Regions from separate parts of the Zea mays genome. Here region 1 is linked to region 2. Evidence: chromatin contacts called from public Hi-C data. All regions are on one chromosome and are shown on one strand. Each heading gives the region's core, a stretch centred on a gene start, on an enhancer-like site or on the middle of the called end of the contact. The rest is flanking DNA. Distances are from core to core; before and after follow the strand shown. Region 1 has its middle 11 kb from the start of LOC103639380. Region 2 holds the start of LOC103639377 (2-oxoglutarate (2OG) and Fe(II)-dependent oxygenase superfamily protein).

What was found. Hi-C and Micro-C count contacts between places; a contact is called where the count stands out from the background.
Region 1: a Hi-C map of ear shows a contact between it and region 2, with 2.0 times the contacts expected there. The contact joins the enhancer-like site here to the promoter of LOC103639377 in region 2. A contact is called at or near these places in 2 of 25 Hi-C or Micro-C datasets (ear and leaf).

What each region holds. Positions count from the first base shown.
Region 1 is chr9:150,250,748-150,254,109 of Zm-B73-REFERENCE-NAM-5.0, reverse strand. No RefSeq gene overlaps it. Among protein-coding and RNA genes, the nearest start is that of LOC103639380, 11 kb to the right of the region's middle. Within about 2 kb of position 1,864, at least 19 of the 20 cell types and tissues checked have an H3K27ac peak or open chromatin away from gene starts, as enhancers often do. A contact at or near this core is called in ear and leaf, where this site is marked.
Region 2 is chr9:150,093,253-150,096,371 of Zm-B73-REFERENCE-NAM-5.0, reverse strand. It overlaps LOC103639377 (2-oxoglutarate (2OG) and Fe(II)-dependent oxygenase superfamily protein), which reads right to left and starts at 1,622. Exons shown (of 9, transcript XM_035962707.1): 1 at 1,445-1,622; 2 at 1,123-1,325; 3 at 278-350. The coding sequence starts at 1,537.

The DNA.
Region 1 (3,362 bases), core at 615-3,114, 160 kb before region 2:
CACCGCCAAGCATGTCAAGATGCTTGCAGCTTGTAGCCGTGTGTAGGACGTCGTCTTGTCTAGGGAATACTTGCTTTCTAGCTAGCCTGGTCAAACAGTACTGCCAATCCTATCAGGGTAACATCAATTCTTTGCCCTTGATTATGATCCTCAGGGAGAAAAGACCAAATGAACTGTACTCCAGTTTGTAATAATGCTGCCGTTTTATCTGCTTCTGATAAGGGGAAAAAATTATGCGATTTCTCTGTAGTATGTAACCCATGGTATGTAGTAAGCGCAGGTGCACTGCACAGACAGAGCATATTCTCTGCAGTAAAAAGGGTCATGGCCAGTGTGTTTTTAACAGTTGATCAGGGGATTTGATTTTTTATGGTAGTTACAGACACCATAAATTAACCGATTCCCTTTTTCTACCGTGCATGCGGTATAATGGGTAGCACACCCTGGTTTGAGTATAAAAATTCCCATTTTTTAGCTCAAATAATGATAGATATAATGTAAATGTTGTTATAGTGGTCAACGAGATGTCATATACAACCCCGACGTAAGAGATGTGCGTGAATCCAGATAGTTACCGTACATATCAACTTATCAAGCCAACGTGAGAGACATAGATAACTCTAATGCGTTGTATTTATGATCGTAAAAATCAAGTTTGAGCTCATGCCTTGGCGCAACCATCCCTATGCAGCAATCTTCAGATGGTGTATGTGGGCCTGTACATGCATGGTCCACTGGCCCGTTCACGCCCCCCTCCCCCCCCCGACCGGCGGGCCGTGTGGGAGGCCATGGAGAGTGGCACCGCCTGGGCGGCTGACACCGCCCAGGAAAGCTTGTAGTCGTTCCTCTCGAAGAACCGCATATAGGCTGTGTGCACCTCGTAGTTGTGCAGAGGATGGGCATAAACTCATGTTGTATCGGCGTTAATGCTAACTCTTGAGTTTAATAAAGTGTTCCTTAACCAAAAAAACAACAACAAGTACACAGCATATCAAACAAAACAAAACAACCAACGCGTACTCGCTTCATTCGCCGTCGGCCAACTCTAAACCCTAAACCCGCCCGATCCTCTCGCAAGCACTGATCAGCGGCATCAGCCACGGCTCCTCATGAGCAGCGACCTCACGGTCACGGAGGGGCCGCCGTGGGGTCTCGCCAGGATTAGGGACCTCCTGCTCATTGCAGGACCAGATGTCTGTCAGTCTGTGCTTCAGTGTTAAACTCCTGAGAAAAACAAAAGCAATTTTGCAAAGGCCGCGACGGTGTCATTGCGCTATCACAGCTTTCCTAAATTGCTACCGTGTATATATCGCCGAGCACCGCCAAGCATGTTTAGATGCTTCGCAGGTTGTAGCCGTGTGTAGGACGTCGTCTTGTCTAGGGAATAATACTTGCTTTTCTAGCTAGCCTGGTCAAACAGTACTGCCAATCTTATCAGAGTAACATCAATTCTTTGCCCTTGATTATGATCTAATCCTCAGGGAGAAAAGACCAAATGAACTGTACTCCACTTTGTAATAATGCTGCCGTTTTATCTGCTTCTGATAAGGGGGAAAAATATGCGATTTCTCTGTAGTAATAGTAACCCATGGTATGTAGTAAGCGCAGGTGCACTGCACAGACAGAGCATATTCTCTGCAGTAAAAAGGGACATGGCCAGTGTGTGTGTTCTCTTACCGGAGCATTCAGCGCCGGGTGAAACGGATGGCCCTGGCGGCGTGCGGTGAAAGCTGTTTCGCACGTGAAGAACGCAGGCCACGAGTAAAAGGCGTTTTTTGGTTCCTTTTGCTTAAAGGGTAGGCTGTCATCTCATCTGCTGTGCTGTGCTGTTGCAGTGCCCCCACTTTCGCGTTGCAGTTGCAGGGACGGGGAACGGAAGCATTGATGCCAAGCCCACGACACGAGTAGCATAGCAAGCAGTGCAACCTTGCCTTGCTTTGCTATACGCCACCACGCCGGTCCAGTACCGTATCGTGGGCCTCGCTATCCAATCTGAGGTTCTTTTTCTCCGCGCATAGTACTTTCCGATTCTCATAAATTCTAGATAGATATATTCTCTGAGCTTTGCCACACGTAAAGCAAAGCATGTCATTTCATCAAACAAAAAACTACAAAAAAAATCAGATTATTATTCCGTGAAATCATTCGTTTTTTTGGTCTCTTCTTTCTCGAGAACGAATCCTAGGACATTGGACCATTATACATACAGATAGCTACTTTATTCTTTTTATAAAAGGATCGATTCCCGAAGGAAAACAACGACGACATGGGACGACTTGGAAGAATGGTCAAGGTCCAACGTGTGCATATGGATATGGATGTATAGGAAACAAGATCTAAGGAGCGATTAATTTTAAGAGTAGAATCATGTATAGTTCCTAAATTTATCGTCATGTGTCATCTAGTTCTCTGAGCTCGTAATTTGGACCTCGAGTTACTTTGTGCTTCAATGTGTCAAGTCACGTTACAATGAATCCCCATGGCTCAGGCTTTGACAAGTGAGTCCTGCATGAGGGTTGCAGTGCCAGTAAAGCCCACATGTAGATCTCTCTCTCTCCCCCTAGATGTCATAAGGTTTGAGGACCCATTGATACACTACACCAAAATCATACACTTCCTACGGTTTTTTAACTTCCTACAGCTTTTATATAAAACCGTAGGAAATACATAACTTCCGAGAGGCAACTGATACCTCTAGGAAATAAACATAACTTCCTACAGTTTTTTATAAAAGCTGTCGGAAGTTACAAAACCGTAGGAACTTAACTAACTTCCTACGGCTGGCTCTAGGAAGTTAGGTTTCATCCGTTCACAAGCCAATAGAATAGCTAACTTCCTACGGCTGGCTCTAAGAAGTTAGCTGCCCAGTTAACTTCCTACGGCCTCCTCTAGGAAGTTAGGTTTCATCCGTTCACAAGCCAGTAGAATAGCTAACTTCCTACGGCTGGCTCTAGGAAGTTAGCTGCCAAAATAACTTCCTACGACCTCCTCTAGGATGTTAGCTTTGAGCTATTGACGAGTCAACCAAAAACATAACTTCCTACGGCTGGCTTTAGGAAGTTAGCTGCTTACCTAACTTCCTACGGCTTTACTCTAGGAAGTTAGGATTCATCTGTTGACCGATCAAACGAAAATCTAACTTTCTACAGCCGGCTGTAGGAAGTTAATTAACTTCCTAGAGGCAAAGCATAAACCCTAGGAAGTTACCTAACTTCCTACGGCTTTACTCTAGGAAGTTATGTTTTTAGCTTTTACCTCCCTCTTCTCTCACCTTTCACAAAATATCTTCTCTCATCTCTCAGACGCCCGCGCGCCATTCTCCTTCGCGCCGCCCCTGCCCTGCCGCCGCCCGCCCCGGCCGC
Region 2 (3,119 bases), core at 373-2,872:
AAGGTAAGAGTCCATAGAACCACACCTAGCTAGAAGATCTAAAATGACTGATCACATATAAGCATGCACTACAGATATACATTGCATGGATGTAGTCTAGACTCTAGAGACTGAAGTGTTGTGAAGTGGGTCCCAGATAACAGAGACAGTAATCACTTTAGCATGATGCGCCACAAACCCAAAACAAGCATAGGCGCAATAGATGCAACATATAAACAGGAATAGGCCTTAGCTAAACTGACGAAACTGCAAGGGAAAAATAAAGATAGATCCTTACTGTGAATGCCCTTTGCCTAAGATAAGGCTTGTTGTCATCACTGTGCCATCCAATAGAAGCTCCCTTGCACCAACTGCATAGCGAACATGGTTTAAGTGGGAGCACGTTGTGTCAAGGACTATAAGAACGTTCAGATGTGATGTTCCACTTTTAAGGAATGTGCATGTAGTGTTGATAAAATGATAAAACTGCATATAGCTTATGCAGTACACATGCAAGGTATGTAATCTCATTATACAAATTAATCATCACATAGTAAAGAAAACTATCGCAATAATGGCCAAATTTATCAACATGGTACCAAATCATTCACGCTACTAGCCCAACACTGAATACTGTTCAGCCACTAGTATAATTATATAAATCTGACAAGCCCGGTCGATCATTGGTATGGGCACCACATGGAAACACTCTACAGCAGCTGTTAATCCCGTGAGAAACATTGTGAATTTGATCAACACAATAAGGGTATGATTGGATACCATGAGGTAACTGTTAGCTAGCTAATTTTAGCTCAAAATAGCTCTAATGCATCCAAACAGGAAGGTAGATATATGGAGTATTTTTTTAGTTACTTCAACTAGTTCTTTGCCAACTAGCTGGACAATCATAGCTAATTTTTATCCAAACCGGTAACTAGCCATGTATATCCAAACAGACCCTTAAGGTAGCTGAACAAAGCACCCATACTCACACGTCACACCGCACTCGGCAGTCTGCAGAGAAACGCTGAGAGCACTAATTTGATGCTGGCGTTAAACTTGCCACTTACAAAAATGCTGGAGCTAAACCGGTACAGCCAAACACATAGGAAGCGAAGTCCACGCAACACGACGACTGTGCACCTGATAAGCCCGGTGAACTCGATGAAGAGATCGAAGTGGCAATCGAAGAAGGACTCCACAGCGTCGCGGAGGCGCTCGCGGACGGGCACGAACGGGAGCAGGAGGTGGCCGCAGCCGGTGGCCGCCAGGTGCGGCAGAGATGTCGATATCACCGAGGGGCGGTACCCCGCTGCGCCGCAGCTCCGGTGCACGAACTCCAGCTCCTGCCGCACGCACGCGCCGCGCCCGTGAAGCGATTCCAGACCGAACCGAGCAGCTAAGGTTTAGGGTTCTAAGCGCCAAGCTTCAGTGGAACAGTGGTTTCGGGAAGGAAGGAGAGTACCTTGCATGTCTCACGGGAGAGGAAACCTCGGAGCAGAACGCGGGGATGGTCCCCGGCGGCCGGCGGCGGAGGCGAGGTGGTGGTACTGGACATAGGGATCCCTAAAGCCCGATTCCTTGGTCACAGTGTTGTACGGAGTACTGTTGTTGCCAATCCTGTTTTAAGATAATTGAACTTTTGTCACTCACAATGTCTTCTTGTTATGTATATAAACTGTGAGTCCAGTTGGTTCTATAAAATATGGGTCTGATGACAATTTTACAAATCTGTTTCTTGCTGATAACAAATATCAGATTTTATCGTCCCTCTTCGGGCTGTCTCCAGCAATTGAGTTTTTTTTGGTATTATAGGTTTTCTTTTAACAAGCTTTTCTACCTTATGATATCAATATAATCTTTTCTATAATAGTATTTATAAGTAGTGTTACTTTTTAAAATAATAGTATATCCTTTTTATATTTCTTTTTCCCTTTGTTTTTCCTCATCTTCTAAACTGCTCGTATTGTTGTGAACTGATGTGTTTAGAAACTGTAAACACCGTTTTGAAACCTGTTGTGTTCAGAAACTGTAACACCATTTTTATTCAAGGCATGATTGCTGGATTATATAGGTGTGAACTGATGTGTTCAGAAACTAAACATACAGAGGATAATCATCAGGTCTAAATATCGATAGAGCATGACCTGCACAGTATGATCATCTAACCGCAATGTTTACATTTTCTTTTGATTTTACTATGGAAAGAATCAACGCTGACTTGTGATAATGCTTTGCATCCTTACTAAACTTGAGCCCAACGCTGGAGAAAGATAGCAGAGGCTTGAGATGGATTTGTTCATTTGCAGCGGCGCTGAACAGATGCAGATTGGGGACAGGGGCAATATGAGCAGTTTAGAAGACAGGGAAAAAAGAAAAAAAAAGGAATATAAAAAGGGCTAGAATATTATTTTAAAGAGTAACACCACTTATAAATACTATTATGGAAGGTTATTTTAAGAGTACCATAAAGCAAAAGCCTGTTAAAAGGAGACCTATAATAGCAAAAAACTTGACATATCCCGTGCTCAAGGAGTTTTGGTGCTCATATACACATTTTAAAGGTGATAACCTTATTTTTGCTGGTGTCCTCATTTTTACTCTTAGGACCTGTTTGGGAACTCTATTTCTCAAAACCGTAGTTTATAATACCACTATAGTATATTTTACATCAGTCTAATCTAACACATGTTTGAAGACAAAGTATTTTAGTTGTAGTGTAGAAGAGAAGACTGCAGCTGCGTGAGCCAAAAACTTCGGTCCGGACCAAAGTTTTTTTTACCCCAAAAATATTGTGGTATTGGTAAAACCATGGTTTAAAATACAGAGTTTTTAGATGTGCTTCCAAACATCTTTTAGTCTAAAATACCATGTTATACTCAAATACCATGATATTGTCTTGGGACTAAGAAAATATGATGTTCCCAAATAGGCCTTTAGTTGTGAAAACTGAGAAAAAAAAACACAACTAAGCATACAAACGAGGAATGTGATAAACTAAGGGTACAAATATAAATAGCCCCATTTTAAATTCCGTACAACCGCTGCCATATTACAAACAAACCCTCCCACCTCTCTCTGCTGCCATTTGGATTATCACATATGGCCCCTAGTCGCCCCTAGCTGTGTACTGCTCTTAC